5 separate regions of the Mus musculus genome follow, and regions 2, 3, 4 and 5 are each linked to region 1. The links are chromatin contacts, called in public Hi-C, promoter capture Hi-C and targeted proximity ligation maps. All regions are on one chromosome and are shown on one strand. The core of a region is the stretch at or near the end of the contact, and the rest is flanking DNA. Distances in the headings are between cores, read along the strand shown.

What was found. Promoter capture Hi-C pulls out the DNA fragments that hold promoters and counts their contacts. Hi-C and Micro-C count contacts between places; a contact is called where the count stands out from the background. Capture Hi-C pulls out chosen DNA fragments and counts their contacts.
Region 2: a Hi-C map of B cells shows a contact between it and region 1, with 7 read pairs. A contact is called at or near these places in 2 of 39 promoter capture datasets (the 3T3-L1 cell line and liver), 1 of 484 Hi-C or Micro-C datasets (B cells) and 1 of 130 datasets of targeted methods (astrocytes).
Region 3: a promoter capture Hi-C map of pre-B cells shows a contact between it and region 1, with 6 times the contacts expected there. A contact is called at or near these places in 2 of 39 promoter capture datasets (liver and pre-B cells).
Region 4: a promoter capture Hi-C map of liver shows a contact between it and region 1, with 2.8 times the contacts expected there. A contact is called at or near these places in 3 of 39 promoter capture datasets (the 3T3-L1 cell line, the C10 cell line and cranial neural crest), 2 of 130 datasets of targeted methods (astrocytes and embryonic forebrain) and 1 of 9 other capture datasets (liver).
Region 5: a targeted proximity ligation map of thymic regulatory T cells shows a contact between it and region 1, with 9 times the contacts expected there. A contact is called at or near these places in 2 of 39 promoter capture datasets (cranial neural crest and hippocampal neurons) and 2 of 130 datasets of targeted methods (pro-B cells and thymic regulatory T cells).

Annotation. Positions count from the first base shown.
Region 1 is chr19:38,053,659-38,056,358 of GRCm38.p6, reverse strand. It overlaps Cep55 (centrosomal protein 55), which reads right to left and starts at 1,318. Exons shown (of 10, transcript NM_001164362.2): 1 at 1,042-1,318.
Region 2 is chr19:40,587,106-40,589,955 of GRCm38.p6, reverse strand. It overlaps Aldh18a1 (aldehyde dehydrogenase 18 family, member A1), which reads left to right and starts at 1,493. Exons shown (of 19, transcript NM_019698.2): 1 at 1,493-1,646. Gm27042 (a long non-coding RNA gene) reads right to left here and starts at 1,424. Exons shown (of 4, transcript XR_386705.4): 1 at 1,337-1,424; 2 at 49-101.
Region 3 is chr19:40,992,945-40,995,644 of GRCm38.p6, reverse strand. Blnk (B cell linker) reads left to right here and starts at 1,424. Exons shown (of 17, transcript NM_008528.5): 1 at 1,424-1,633. The coding sequence starts at 1,587.
Region 4 is chr19:40,512,409-40,515,173 of GRCm38.p6, reverse strand. Sorbs1 (sorbin and SH3 domain containing 1) reads left to right here and starts at 1,438. Exons shown (of 29, transcript NM_178362.1): 1 at 1,438-1,803.
Region 5 is chr19:40,270,317-40,273,016 of GRCm38.p6, reverse strand. It overlaps Pdlim1 (PDZ and LIM domain 1 (elfin)), which reads left to right and starts at 1,401. Exons shown (of 7, transcript NM_016861.4): 1 at 1,401-1,671. The coding sequence starts at 1,576. It overlaps Gm41845 (a long non-coding RNA gene), which reads right to left and starts at 1,451. Exons shown (of 3, transcript XR_877853.2): 1 at 1,237-1,451.

The DNA of each region.
Region 1 (2,700 bases), core at 69-2,568:
ACAACATAGAGTCTCGGATGCTAGGAAGCTTTCAGAACAGTGTAGCAGGCAACAGCAATACAACAAAAGAAAAGGAGATTCACATATTCTTAAACTGTAATTAATACTAATAGTCATAAAAGCTACCACTACAAGAAAATCTACTTAGGGCGGTGAGTGTGAGGTTGTCCTGTATAAAATCAGCCTAAAAATAATAGAACTGCATAAACAAACTTGAACGAAATCTGTATTAATGCATTCAACCTGGTTTTGCCCACTATCTTGACAAATACCAAGTAAAATTGCTAGTACAATCTGCCGAGGCAAATGCACAGTTAACGTGTTTTAGGAACCTGCTACCACAAACGTTTCTCCCTGGGCTTCTGCTGACGTCAGAAGGAGGACTTAACAGTTTGAAAATACCCTCAGGACATTTGCATCCTAACTTTTGGAGAGGATTCCTAAAAACTTAGTGTTCTTGACTCTTGTCTAGGCTGACCCAGCACACACTCCTCCTCATCTCAATCCTGCTCTCACCTAGTCTTTCCTTTCCCAGTATTTTCTATTCCAATCGATCATAAAGTTCTTTTTTTTTTTTTTTTAAAGTTCTTCTACTCGGGAACGTCCCTACCCAGTCCTAGTGGAATCTCCTTCAGGATGTGCTCTCTTAAATTTAATATGGGACACAGAACTCACCATACATACACAAGCTAGCAGTCAGTACTATCTGCTCACAACATTTTCTTTTTCAATCAACAACTGTTCAAAAGAACTGTGTTTTGATTTTTTTTTGGGGGGGGGGGCATACAAGAGCTTAAAGGCAGCTGCTTGGAAATCTCTGACTCGACTGAAGGGACCTAAGTCATTCTGGTCAGGAGTCTAAAGAAGCATTTCCGTTCAGTAAATCTCCCAAATCTACGAGGGGTCAGGAAAGAGGCAGGAAAATAAAAAACTGCAAAGAGAAGCGCTTGCTAAGCAAAGGCTGACCGCACTGGAGACCTGAGAGACCTGGCTCAGGTCACTGGCCTCGCGGTAACCTCTCTGTTAAGAAAGTGATAATACCGCCAAGTTCAAAGGAGCCGAAAGGATGGCCTGCGGGCCGGCGGTCGACAGGAACGCAGCGCGGGGTCTCTCAGGGAGCCAGCATGTGTTCCAGCGATTCCAGCCAGGGGAGACGGAGTCCTGCGGCGTGATCTGCTCACCAGCGCTCCTCCCGGGAGGTCTAGTCCTGCCCAGGGGCTAACGAGCCCCGGCTGTCCTCCCCTCCCTCCCCGGCCGAGGCCGGGACCACTCACTACCTGAGACAAACACAGCGCTCGCGTCGCCGCCGCAGACCACTTATCAACCAGGACACCGCTTCCGGGAGTTTGAATCCCGCGGCTGTAGGGCGGGTCACGTCACTGCCGGCTTGGCGAAGGGCGGGGTCTGCAATCAGAGGACGGGCGGGAGAGGGCGGGGTCTGCAATCTGAGGAAAGGCGGGAGAGGGCGGGGCCTGCAATCTGAGTGAAGGCTGGAATCTGAGGATGGAGGAGAGAGGGAGGGCCCAGGAGCCTGAGGGCGGGGCAAAGGCGGAGTCTAGAGCCAGAGGAGGGGCGGGGCAAGGTCTGGAACCCGACGGCAGGCGGGGCGAAGACCGGCTCTGGAATCAGAGGGAGGGGATCGAAACTAGCCGGGCAGACGGGTAGGGGCAGAGTGGGGAAGGTAAGGGCGAGCAAGACATAGAGCCTGACGGGAGCTACAATCCGTGCCGGCCGGGTCAGAGAAGGACCTTGTGAAGATAGAGGGTGTCTGTGGAAACGTGGTGTGAAATGAGGCGGGTGTGATGGTGTGGGTGTGGGTGTGGGTGTGCGGGAGTGTGGGCGTGGTGGAGGCGGAGCCAAGGACAGAGTCGGAGGACCAGTTCAATCTGGGCCTGCTTGCTTTTCTCTGTGTGTTCGGACCCTGCTGTTATCCATAGGACAAGCTCTGTGACCCTCGCCTGGGACTGACTGGTCTATGTTCTTTGGGAACCAATTTCTCTTTGTGAGGTAGAGCACAACCTCCTAGTCTTCCGGGCGGGCCACTCATTTACCCTGTCAAACTCAGGGGCGGAGCAATGGGGAACGAAGCTGTAGGGAGCTGATAAACTCCCAGTTTGAAAACCGAGATTGTGAGCCCCAGCAGCGATTCCAGATTGCTGCCCTACAGGCAGATGTGTCTTTATTGGTCTTTATCGGTCACATCAGGGTCTTGATTAGCGTCTTGAGAACTTGAAGCAAACAATTGCTTATGGCGTGTCGTTCTTAGACTTAGCCTAGGCATACCAGAAGTTTACAGCGAAAAAAATCAGTAGCAAAGCATCCTATGAAGGTAATGTATGTAGTACAAGGGTTAAAATCCTGAATGCCTCTTAATAGATGTGTGGCCTTGAGAACATTTCACTTCCTTGAGCCTCAGTTTCCTGATCTATACCAGGATGCAGATAACCATCTGGTAGTGTGGCTGCGAGGGCTAGAGTTTAACAAATGTAGTTAGGCACTGTTAAGTAAAAGACAACAAATCCATTTGTTACTGAATCTAGTGGATGAGAAACCATGTAAGGAATTTCAGTTTGTTTTATTTGTTTAAAGCAGGAAGATGGCAATCCAAGATACTGGAATTCTCTATTTACACAGTCCTCCCGCCTGAAGTATGAACGGAGAAACAGATGGAGAAAGGAATAGTCTTATTAACCACAAGGT
Region 2 (2,850 bases), core at 244-2,743, 2.5 Mb before region 1:
TTTTTTTTAACTAAAGACATAATAATTATTCACTCCTCAAATACTTACAAAGTATCTCATATTCTAGGAATATGCTTTCTTGCTGTCCAGAGGTTTGCTCCCTAGGAGGGAAGACAGACAAGCAATTACAATAAGGTGATCTGTGGGTGAACTGAAGAATCAGAATCGCCTTCTAACTTAGCTCCAGTCCCTTAGTCTAGTTACACCCCTGACACACACCCACACGCACCCCCCCCCCCCCACTTTTTTTAGAAGCCCGGGTACCAGATCTAATCAGCGCCTGCTGTTTTGTTTCTCTTTAATGCCCCACCTCCCCACCCTCAACGTGCTCAAAATTTAACGCGTCCTGGCGCCAACACCCTTCCCAAAGCACAGATTTTCTCAGCTTCTTCCTAGATCTCATATGCCGACGCACATTTCATTTCAAAGAACTCCTCTTCCTGGTACTCAACCCTTAGCAAAAAGTGCTGTGAGCGCGCCTTCCTTTTTGCTCCCACGCCCCCTGTCGGCGCCTTTCGTCTGCTTTATTTCTTACAGGGCGCTTTGCAATAGGCTAACCCACTTCCCAGTTTCTACACCTCTGTGCTGATTTCCGACACAAAAACCTGATCATATCATTCCAGGGCTTTAGAAGTTTGGATTCACTGACTTGGTGACCCATAAGATTCAAAATCTTTGTATGGTGAGCTCCCAGCCAGATGTTCTCTTCTGCAAACCTATCATCCATGAGCGTGGATCTCTCCTAAGCTGAAACCTCCTTTTAGCCCTTCCCCCCACTCCCCCCCGCTCCCCGCCCCCTGCCCTTCCCCCCATACTCCTGCATCATGGACTGAGAAGTAGTGGTAAGTTCCCTTTAGTGAATTAGAAAATGAATGAATAGGCTCAGTAGCATTGTCAGGACTACAAAAGCATAAAGAACCAATTTTCAGCCACAGTTGACCTTCTCTAGACAATGGCCTCCCTGCAACGAACGGTGCTATGGGACGAGAACGTTGCCAGCCCGGAAGGAGATGATCTGTGTCCGTTATGCATTCAACTTTGGGATAATCAGTGGTTATTAATAATCAGAGATTAAACACACCGTCTTAAAATGCAGTATTCTTACCACCACCTTTGCTGAAAACACTTGGGCTGTTATTTTCGGGTAACTAGGTGCCAACTTGTTTTACCATGGTGCCAATTTTTTTCAATAGCCAGTCTTTGTTTTTGTTTTTGTTTTGAGGGAGACGGTCTTTGTTGATTCAATCTATTTCTAATGTGAGTCTGACATATAGACGATCAACTGTCAAACACGCTTTATGAAATCCATCAGCAACTAGAAGCCAGTCTTCCTTACCTTTCTGGGAAGCTGTCTGGGGAGGTTCCTTTCTGGGTGCTCGAAGCCCCGCCCCTATACTCTGCGGGCGCGGAGCCTGGGGATGGGAGGGGGCCGCCACGTGGAGCGTGGGCGCGATTCTCAGAAGCGCCTGCGCCGTTGCCGTGGCGTAGCGTGGGTCAGACCCGTCTCCCAACGTCAGCGGCGCTACGGGGCTTCAGTCTAACGCGGCTGACGCAACTCCGGAGAGCTGGACGTAGACGGAAGAAAAGGCGGAGGAGAGGGCGGTCGCCGCGAAGAGTGGTCCAGGGCTGGGGTCGGCGGCCAGCAGGTAGGTGGCTGGGCAGCACCGGGCAAGGGGTACACTCACTGAAAGGGGGAGATGCGGGGTGCAGCCGCGGGTCCGGAGGGGCGTGGACACGGGAGCCGGCGGCGGCGCGGGGCAGCCAGGTGCTCTGAGATGCTCATGCACAGCTCCCGGTGCAGGGTTTAGGAGGCCCAGGGATCTCTGGCCATCTTTTGGGTATGCTACCAGCGGAGGCTGGAGGACCCTGCAGCCTCTTCCTACCAAGTCCACAACCGGCTTCCAGGGCTCCTGTGCTGCGAGTAGTCATACACCTGGTGTGAAACCATCCACGGACGCACTCCCAGGGCCTGAGTCTGCAATTCTCTGTGGCTCGCGACCTGACATATGGAACCTGTACATAGGAGATTCTCCCTGCAGCCAGGGTTATTCCCGGAGACCCCGTGTGTGATAATTATCTCCTGGCACAGAAAGGGTGCGCTCAGATTCTTCACCCCGCACGCCATACCCCAGCCTTATTCCCCCACCCTCCGAAGCAACAACATTTATCTTTGAGTTTCTGTCTTTCTATTAAGTAGTGAACCATGAACTCAGCATGTGTTTTTCTGGGTAGTTTGTTGAGACTGAAGTTCACTTCTCTAAGTGAGATAAGAGCTCTCCGTGTGTTTGTGTCTAGTCACTTGAAAGCTGTTCTGAGTTAAAATATAAGAACTTCTCTCTCGATCACAGAGTCTCCACGTATATACCCTTTGGGCTTTTGCATCACCTGTCTGGTTTTTGCTGTCACAACAAACTGACTGGTTGAACAGTCGTTTGCAATATAAGATCTTGCCTCCCTGGGCCAGAGACAAATGGTAGACCTCATACCTCCAAGGATCTCAGACGTTCAGAGCTTTCTGTGCTTAGACAAGAGAGGGGTAAACAGTCTAGAACTATGCATGTGACCCGATCAGAATCTTTTCTGAGACAGGGTCTTATGTAGCCCAGGCTGGCCTAGAACTGGCTGTGTGCTGAGAACGACCTCGGGCTTCTGATCCTTTTTGCCTCTACTTCCCCCGAATGCTGGGATTACAGGCGTTTGCCACTAAGCACGGCTGTCCATCAGTGGCTCTTTTGACCTTTTGGTGTCAGTGAAGGAAGTAAGTGGAAAGGTTAAGAAATGTCAGTGCCTTATAAAAGACAGAAGAGGGGGGTGGACAATAGCCTTATCTGTGCACCCAGGCGCTTTCCA
Region 3 (2,700 bases), core at 175-2,674, 2.9 Mb before region 1:
CTGGCCAGACTCTCCTGACCCTTGATGACATCATATATGGTTTTTATGTTCCTTTCTGCTAAGAGCTGTGGGAAGGGCGGGGCAGGGAACTAGATCTCCTTCAGGATACATTGCAAGAAAACCGTGCAGGCAGATTAGAGAAAGGCAACAGTTACGGGAAGCAAGTGTCTGCATTTCTCTCCTGATGCCCTACTCTTCTGCAAAGGGACCTCACCCTTCAACCACTCTGAGGCATCAGCTCTCGGACATCCTGAAGAATGGCAAATTCAGATATAGTGCATGAACGTGAACAGTCAAGGAACCAGGAGGACCGAAGAGCTCCTCTTTGAACAAAGAACCTGGGGGTGGGGGTGGGCAGGGGCGGGAAGAAATCCGGGTTTGCTCTCTGTCTCTTCTCCTCCCTTCTCTGGCCTGGTCCTCCTTCCCACTCTCTCCTCAGCCAGGCCCTTGAAGCTATAACAGGAGAGATAACTGAAATCCCTCCACTCTGTCTCCCTCCAACCCCCCGTGCATTCTTTAGACCCAGGTCGATGGTCCTTTGATAATGTTCAGAACGTAATCTCCTTTCACAAAGGTGACTAGGATGTGCCAGGTGAGTGGGGGTGGGGGTGTTCAGGTCCAAGGGGAAGAAAGAACACGCCCTCTCATTTTTTTGTTTTTTGTGTTTTGTTGTCTCGAGGAGTATAGCAGAACTGTCTAGATGGGGTCAGAGGCAGGTGTGGGATTTCACTGTGCTTGGGATACCCCTACACCTGACATGTCGCACTGGGTGTGATGAGAGGGGAAGACATGGAGGGGAGTTAGGAGGCATCCGCCTGATGTCATGTGTTGGGAAATCACTAGGCTTGTCCTCAGCTGACTTTTGAGTGTATCCTGTCTTTATTTGAAAATGGCAAGCTTTCAGCAAGGCAACTCCTGACTCCACACAGCATACGATAGGGTCGCCTTTCCCCACCCCTAAGTGACCTTGACCTTGCACAAAGAATTACCTATCACATTTTAAATGACCACTGCTGTGACCTCGGTGACAAGAACTGTCCATTTCATGTCTTAGTTCTTAAGAAGAAGAGGCTAACCCATGGCTTAATGCAAATGAGCAGAAAGCCCCCAAAGAGCCATCCAGATATAATTGATTATTCAGCTTTTCCTTGTACCTAAGAAGTGGCAGGGTGACTCTGGCCATCTGCTAAAAACAGGGACTACCTAAGGTTTGGGACAAACAGGAAGTAGTGCTCAGTCAGAAACTTATCCAACCTGGCAACACACCTGATCATAAAAGAGCTACTGGAAGGGATTTGCATGCCCAATAAGGTTTCACTACCGAAGTTTACACAACGCACAGTAATCAGCCAGGCTGGCTGACTCCCTGGATCACATGACCTCGTAGAAACATGAAACTTGGCGATGCGCTCCAGCGAGTTTTACTTCCCCTGTGCAGGGGTGTTTGCCAGCAGCCTGTGGGTTGCTCGCAGAAGTCAGTTCCAGTGGCTTGAGTTCTTGAGGCCAGAGCCTTACCATGCTGCTCCCCAGGAAGTCCAGGAGCTGCTGACACCCCCCTGGACAGCGACACATCCTCTCTCAAGAAAATGGACAAGCTGAATAAGATAACTGTCCCTGCCAGCCAGAAGCTGAGGTAAGAGATTCCCTTCGGAGCCTTATTCCTCTTCTTTGCCCTCTAGGGCTCCTCCAGCGCTCAGAGGCACCAAAACCTTGGGATACTTGACCAGTGCCAATCGGTTAGCAATGGCTATAGGGAAGTAGATCAGCTTTTTAAAGAAACGTGTAGGAGGAGTGAAGGAACCTGCTTTGGCTGGTTTTTGCCAGGGATGGGACAAAGAGTGAAGCTCTGGGAAGGCAAGAAGATAGAAAATTTGATGGCCCACATGCTAGCAACAGCCAGCTTTCTGAGTCTGAGGAGGGGCTCATCCATGGTGTGAAGAGCGTTTGTAGTCACTGTCGCTTACTGACTCTTGTTTGTTTTGTGGGTGTTCACCCTAAGTTTATTGGGGGAACTACGCGTCTCTCCAGTACCCTCATGACTATCTATTTTAGAATGTCAGATGGCTCACTGGATAAAGTGCTGAATGTGCAGGTCTGATGATCTAAGTTCCATGCCCACAACCCAGATAAAAAACGGAAAGAGAAGCAACTCCACAAAGCTGTCCTTGGACTCCACAGTCACTGCCAGCCTGGCACATGCATGCCCTGACACATCATGCCCACACACATTTCACACACACATACACACACACATACTGATAATAACAATAACCATTTTAAAAAACAGCTTTGGCAATTTAAAGAAATATATACTAAGAAAGAATAAGCCAGCAGTGGCCTAAGGCATACATACGTCAAGAGACCATGCAAAGATGACTTCCCAGTTTTTGAGTTTGAAGAGCATTGTCTTCTGAAGTGGGGCTGATGACTCTCAGAGGCTGGAACTTTCAAACGTTTAAGGGTGTGTTATATTCCATGTGCAGGCTAGAACTTTGGACTTTCATGAGGTCATACTTAAGGGATGGAGCACTGGAGAGTCTGAGACAAATGACAAGAAAAGACATGGAGTTGATAGAAGGACAGTCTTTCACGGTGGCACATGGGTCTTCTCACTCTGAGGGGTTTGGTAAGAGGCAGACTGAGAGGTACTAAGGGGTCCAGACCAGCGGGCAGCATCAGCTGGTCAGCCATTTTATAGAG
Region 4 (2,765 bases), core at 189-2,688, 2.5 Mb before region 1:
CTTCTTGTTTCCTTGGTTATAGCACGAGCTCCCAGACAGCTAGAAGTCTTCAATTAAAATACACAGACAACAGAATTGAGGACAGCAGGTGCTCAGCCAGGACCTGTCACTGTTCCCTGACATCTAACAACCTTTACAGACAGGGTTCCCCTTGCCTGTGCAGTCACTAGGTCCTATTCTTACCCCACCACACAGCCTGCTAACTAGGAACACAGTTGGGCTGAAGATTCTTGCCCAAGATAGCAGAAAAGAATTAATTGTGCTCAGGTGACTATTCTGTTGTGTTGGAAAGTTGTAAGTCAACTTGACACAGGCTAAGGTCATCTGAGGGGAGGGAACCACAATTAAGAAAATGCCTCCGTAAGATGGGGCTGTAGGCAAGCCTGTAGGGCATTTTTAAAATTAGTGACTGATGGGGGAGGTTCCAACCCATTGTGGATGGGCCATCCTGAGCTCATGGTCTTGGATTCTATATGAAAACAGACTAAGCAAGCCATGGAGAGCAAGCCAGTATGCGGTATCCCTCTGTATCAGCTTCCTGACTCCTGCCCTGTTTGAGTTCCTGTCCTGACTTCCTTCAATGGGGAGCAGTGTTGTGGAAGTGTAAGCCAAATAAACTCTTTTCTCCCCAATTTGCAGAGTGGTGCAGCCAATAATCCGCTCTAGAGGCTGAGTCAGGAGGTTGGCCTGGGGTGTGAGTATGTGGGGCAGCCTCTAATCCCAGAAGGTGGGATTAAGGATCATCTTTGGCTGCACGGTGAGTTTGAGGCCGCGCTAGAATACGTGAGCCGCCTGTCCAAAAATAAATAAATAAATAAATAAATAAATAAATAAATAAATAAATAAAGACTAAAACGAGAAACTAGTAACAACGTCTTTTTCACAAGGCTGGGAAAATCAAATGAGAAAATAGGGAGCATTAGGCAACTGTCTGGTAGAATATAATCAGACTGACAGTGCCATTGGCAAGCTTTTATTCACTACATTTTATCAAGAGGAATTATGGTGCCATTTTACAGATCAGCAAAAGGGCACAGGGTTAAGTAATTTGTTTATAGCTAGGACACACTGTTATTTTACGCTTACTGTTCTTTTCAAGCTCTCTGTGGGCAAACCCTTATAGAGACCACAGGGCCAGCGTCTGGAGTCACTCGCGGGCAGCCCAGGGTAGAAAGGGTTAGCGGGTGCGCGCGCGACATCCGCGGGAACCCGCGGGCGCGCGCCCCGCTCACAGGGACGCAGGCTTGGCGGCGGGCTCTTCCTCGCCTCCCCATTGGCGCACACGCCCCTTCCTGTCACGGCCGGCCAGGCCCCGCCCCCTGGGCGCTGCCGGAGTGGACGGTTCCAGGCCATGCTAATGAGGGGCTGGTCGCCGCCGCCCATTGGCCGGCCCCAGTGTCGGTGAAGTCAGCTCGGAGTAGCAGAAAAACAGAGCGGGGCTGACTGTAGCGTGGAGCGCGAGCCGGGCTGGACGCGCGCAAGCCCTTGCCGGGGACCCGCGAGGTAAGCGGGCGGCGGCTGCGCTCTCCGGCGGCAGCTCCCGGGCGGGCGCAGCGGGCCCCCGGAGCGGTGCCTTTGTTCAGCGCGCGGAGGAGGTGCTTTTAAAGGGCCAGCTGTTGGAAGGACCTGGGGGCCCCCCTTCTCCCAGAGCATCCCCGGGTGGCCGCGGGGGACCTTCGCCGAGCCGTGTCTCCCGGCTGCTCTGTGTCCCCTCTCCCCGTCCCTTCAAGAAAAGTTGCTAGGACGCGGGGAGGTTTGGGGATTCCAGGTTTCTTTATGCCTTTTCGTTTTTGGTAGGTGAAGGTAAGTGCGATCATGGCCTCTGCTTAGGAGGGAATGTCCGCCCGCTTCAGCCTGGCTGCAGTGTGGGTGGATGGAGACGGGAGAGCCCTGGTGGGTTTGCGCTGGAAAGTGAAACTACTGAGGGTCTTTTCTGCAGTGGCCAAAGGAAGAAGGGCGCAAGTGTCAGGATGGAGGCATCTCAGGTGTATTCATTCATCAGCACACCCTTCCACTCCATCACCTAAGCCGAGGGCGGCGGGAGGGGGGCAAGCACTACGCTGCTGGCCCAGACCAGCCTGCATCCGAGCGTGTTGGTGGGTGTGTGTCTGGGTATACGGTGCTTCCGCTCACCGCCCAGGCCCCTTCATGCTTCCCTGGATGACTGGATGACAGCATCTTGCAGGGCAGCCCATCACCAAAGGGACCTAAAGCTACTCCTTTCTCTTATTTCCCAGGCTGTCCCTCCCGGGGTTTCCACGGTCTTTTCCCTGATAAGCGGTGGTGACATTCGAGATAGGAGGGAAAGGAGGCTTTAAAGTCATTATGCTTCTTTGAAGGGCGACGTGCTGTCGATTTCTGTATCCTGGAACCTCTGCGTGTCATACTATGCCTTTGAAATTCATCAGTGCTTTTTCCGGGCGGACAGAATTTATTATGCATTGCTACATAGAAGCAGAAGATCCCTCTGAGCCGGCTCATTCCATCCTGTCCGAGGGTTTTCCCAGCATGTTCTGGACGAGCCTTTGGATTTTTGTTTGAATCGCTGAGCTCTGGGTTGCCCCTGTTGTCACACGGCCGACCTACTGAAATTGCTAAAATTGATTTCAGTCAGTAGGCGGGATGTTCATCTAGAGACACCATAGAACCTGCCAGGCATGTTAGGCCGCTGACTGATCCCCCCCCCCCCCCCCCGCCCATCTTCCAGTCCCCAACACTGGTGTGTCCTTTTTCTTCCTTGGAGAAGGCCAGGGACAGCTTGTCTG
Region 5 (2,700 bases), core at 152-2,651, 2.2 Mb before region 1:
GGAATGACCTTGATTTCTAAAAATGAGCAATTCATTGGCCGTCACAGGCCTTTGTGTTGGGTGAGGGACAAGATGATCCTTTCATATGTAAATCTGTGCAGAGACCCGCAAAAGATTGGCCAGGACCGCGGGGGGTCGCGAGGAGCTGCACTTTTCACAAATCCATTCAACCTGTGTCCAGCTTCCCGAATGAATGGGAACCAGGAAAACCACGAGGGGGTCAGTGGTCCTAAGGTTGGCTAATGTATTACATCCATCATGAGATTATTCTAGGCGGGGAACACCGCAGTGAGCTGTTTGCAAGATAAAAACCCGTCAGGTCTTGAAACTAGCGCTTAGGAATGTGGGTAGGACAAACTAATAAGTAAACTATAGACTACACAGGGATGGGCAGAGAATTAAGGCAGTGGAAGTTAAAGGGGGTCTAGAGGGGATGTTTAAATGGCTCTCAGAAATGGCCTTAACCAGAAGATGGTATCTGCAAGAAACCCTTGAGTTATCTGGGGGAAGGATACACGTGATGGCAAAGCTCTGAGTAGGAGGCCAGTGTGGTCAAAGTTGGAGACAGATTACAGCAGATTCAAGTCGTTCTTGGAGTGGCCTTAGAGGCATTTAAAGGGTTGGATTTTTACTCAGGGTGAAGAAGCATCAGTGGACAGCATGAGTTGTGGTTTAATCTGTTTTGAGAACTTATTTTGGGGGCAGCTCACAGAAGAAACTGATAGGGAGCTTTGAACCCTGGAATTTCCATTCACCGCTTTCCCGGCATTGGTCCACCCCGGACTTCATGATGGAATTGTTGGGAACGTCAGAATTCACCTACCTTCAATTTCAACTCCAGCCAGGAGGAAAGGTTTCTAGGAACTTCGTAGAGCCTAATTATAACCCCCTGACTACCCCCCCCCCCAACCGTTATAGTCCCATTAGCATTGGAAAGCTTCCAGGGTGGCCCAAGGAGCCTGGAAAATGATTCAGTAGCAACCCCGAGTTGTTGCGTAGCCTTAGGGGTGCTTTATAATCTCGGGCAGCCTCAATGACTTTATCTCTAAAATGGGACTAGAGATAAAGCGCCTAATTGCGTCAGGTGAGATCACTTGAAAGCGCCTCTTAAACGGCTCTGCGGTTTCCAAAAGTGTAAACCGCTCTGACCTCGCTCAATCCTTTTCGACTTTTTGCAAAGCACAACGCGTGGGTTTGTAAGGTCTGCTGTAGGTGGGGACAAGGCTTAGGTCTCACCTAGCTTTCATGCCGGGTTGGGAGCAGCAAGAAGGCTGTGGGTAGGGCGGGAGGAGGTGCGGGCGGAGGTTCGGGGCTGCTGGGCGGAGTTGAAGAGCCTAACTCCCGGATTAGAGTCTGGCGAGGTCCTGCGGGCCCGCTGGGAGTGGAGGCGCGGGCCGGGCGGGGCTGCAGCGACGCGGCCGGGGCGGATCTGTCCCCGCCCTCGCTCGCGACCCCGCCCGTCCCAGGATCTCCCAACTCCCGCCGCGCGCTCTTTCTCCGACAGCTGCTCCGGGAGCCCCGCGCGCCGTGCAGTTCTGTGCCTTGCCTGTCTGTCCCTTCCGATTGTGCCTAGCGATGACCACCCAGCAGATTGTTCTCCAGGGCCCGGGTCCCTGGGGTTTCCGCCTCGTGGGCGGCAAGGACTTCGAACAACCTCTCGCCATTTCCCGGGTAAGAGCGTCTTGGGACGCGCGTGGGAACGGGGTGGTTTCGTAGGGTGGCGGCGCGCTGCGTCCCTATGGAGGTCGGGGTGACTGGAGCTCCGAGGGGATCGCGGTGGGGCGCATCCAGGTGCGCCATTCGCCGAGCGCTCTGTGCCATCTGCCACCCCGTCCCAACCGCCGCGCTCCGGGGCAAGCGGGCTCGGTGCGCGCTGAGTCAAGGCCAAAGACAGTTTTCTTTCTGCGCCCCGGAAGCGTGGCGCGGCGCGGCAAGCAGACAAGCTTTGTGCCTGGGCGTGGAGACCTGGGGCTCCGCAGACCCTGTGCGCCAAGAGTTAACACTCCTTGCTCTTCACAGTGAAAGAGTTGGGGAGAGCTAATCGGAAGCAATAGAAAGTCCTGGAAGGTGAATGGAGTACAGAAAAGTTCCCTGGAAGGCGAATGGGATTCGTTCAGCTAACAACCGAAACAACAATTTTACACTCTTCGGATATGACCCGTGGCTGGCTCTCGGTTCTGTAAAGCCTTTCACAGGAAACACTGGAGTTGGGAAATAACCCCAGATAAACCTCCGTAGTCTCTCCCTGTCTAAGGTGGTTAGATCACCTTTCTGCCCTCCAGGTTATTCGCGATAAGGCCATTTCCTTTTGGGGAAGCGCACTAACGGTGTGTGGTGGTGATGATTGAAAACTTCTTGGTTGGGTCTTATCTGTGGGAGGGCGGGTGGCTCAATCGCAGACTGCTAGACCCGTGGCCCGTAATTGAAATGCAACCCCCTGTTAGACTCAGGCTCGGTATTTGGAAGTCCACACTTTGGCTATGTGATTTGGGCCAAACACAAGGAATATGTCCCACTGAGAGTCAATACTTTAGATTTTTAGTCCTTTCATATAGGTGTGTGTGTGTGTGTGTGCGTGTGTGCGCGCGCGCGCGCGCGCGCGTGACTCCGCTGGGCCCCGGGGGTGTTACTAAATATCTTTTAATTAAGGAGATAGAAAAACCTCAGGGATGCCTGACCTAGAGGGACCACATTCCATTC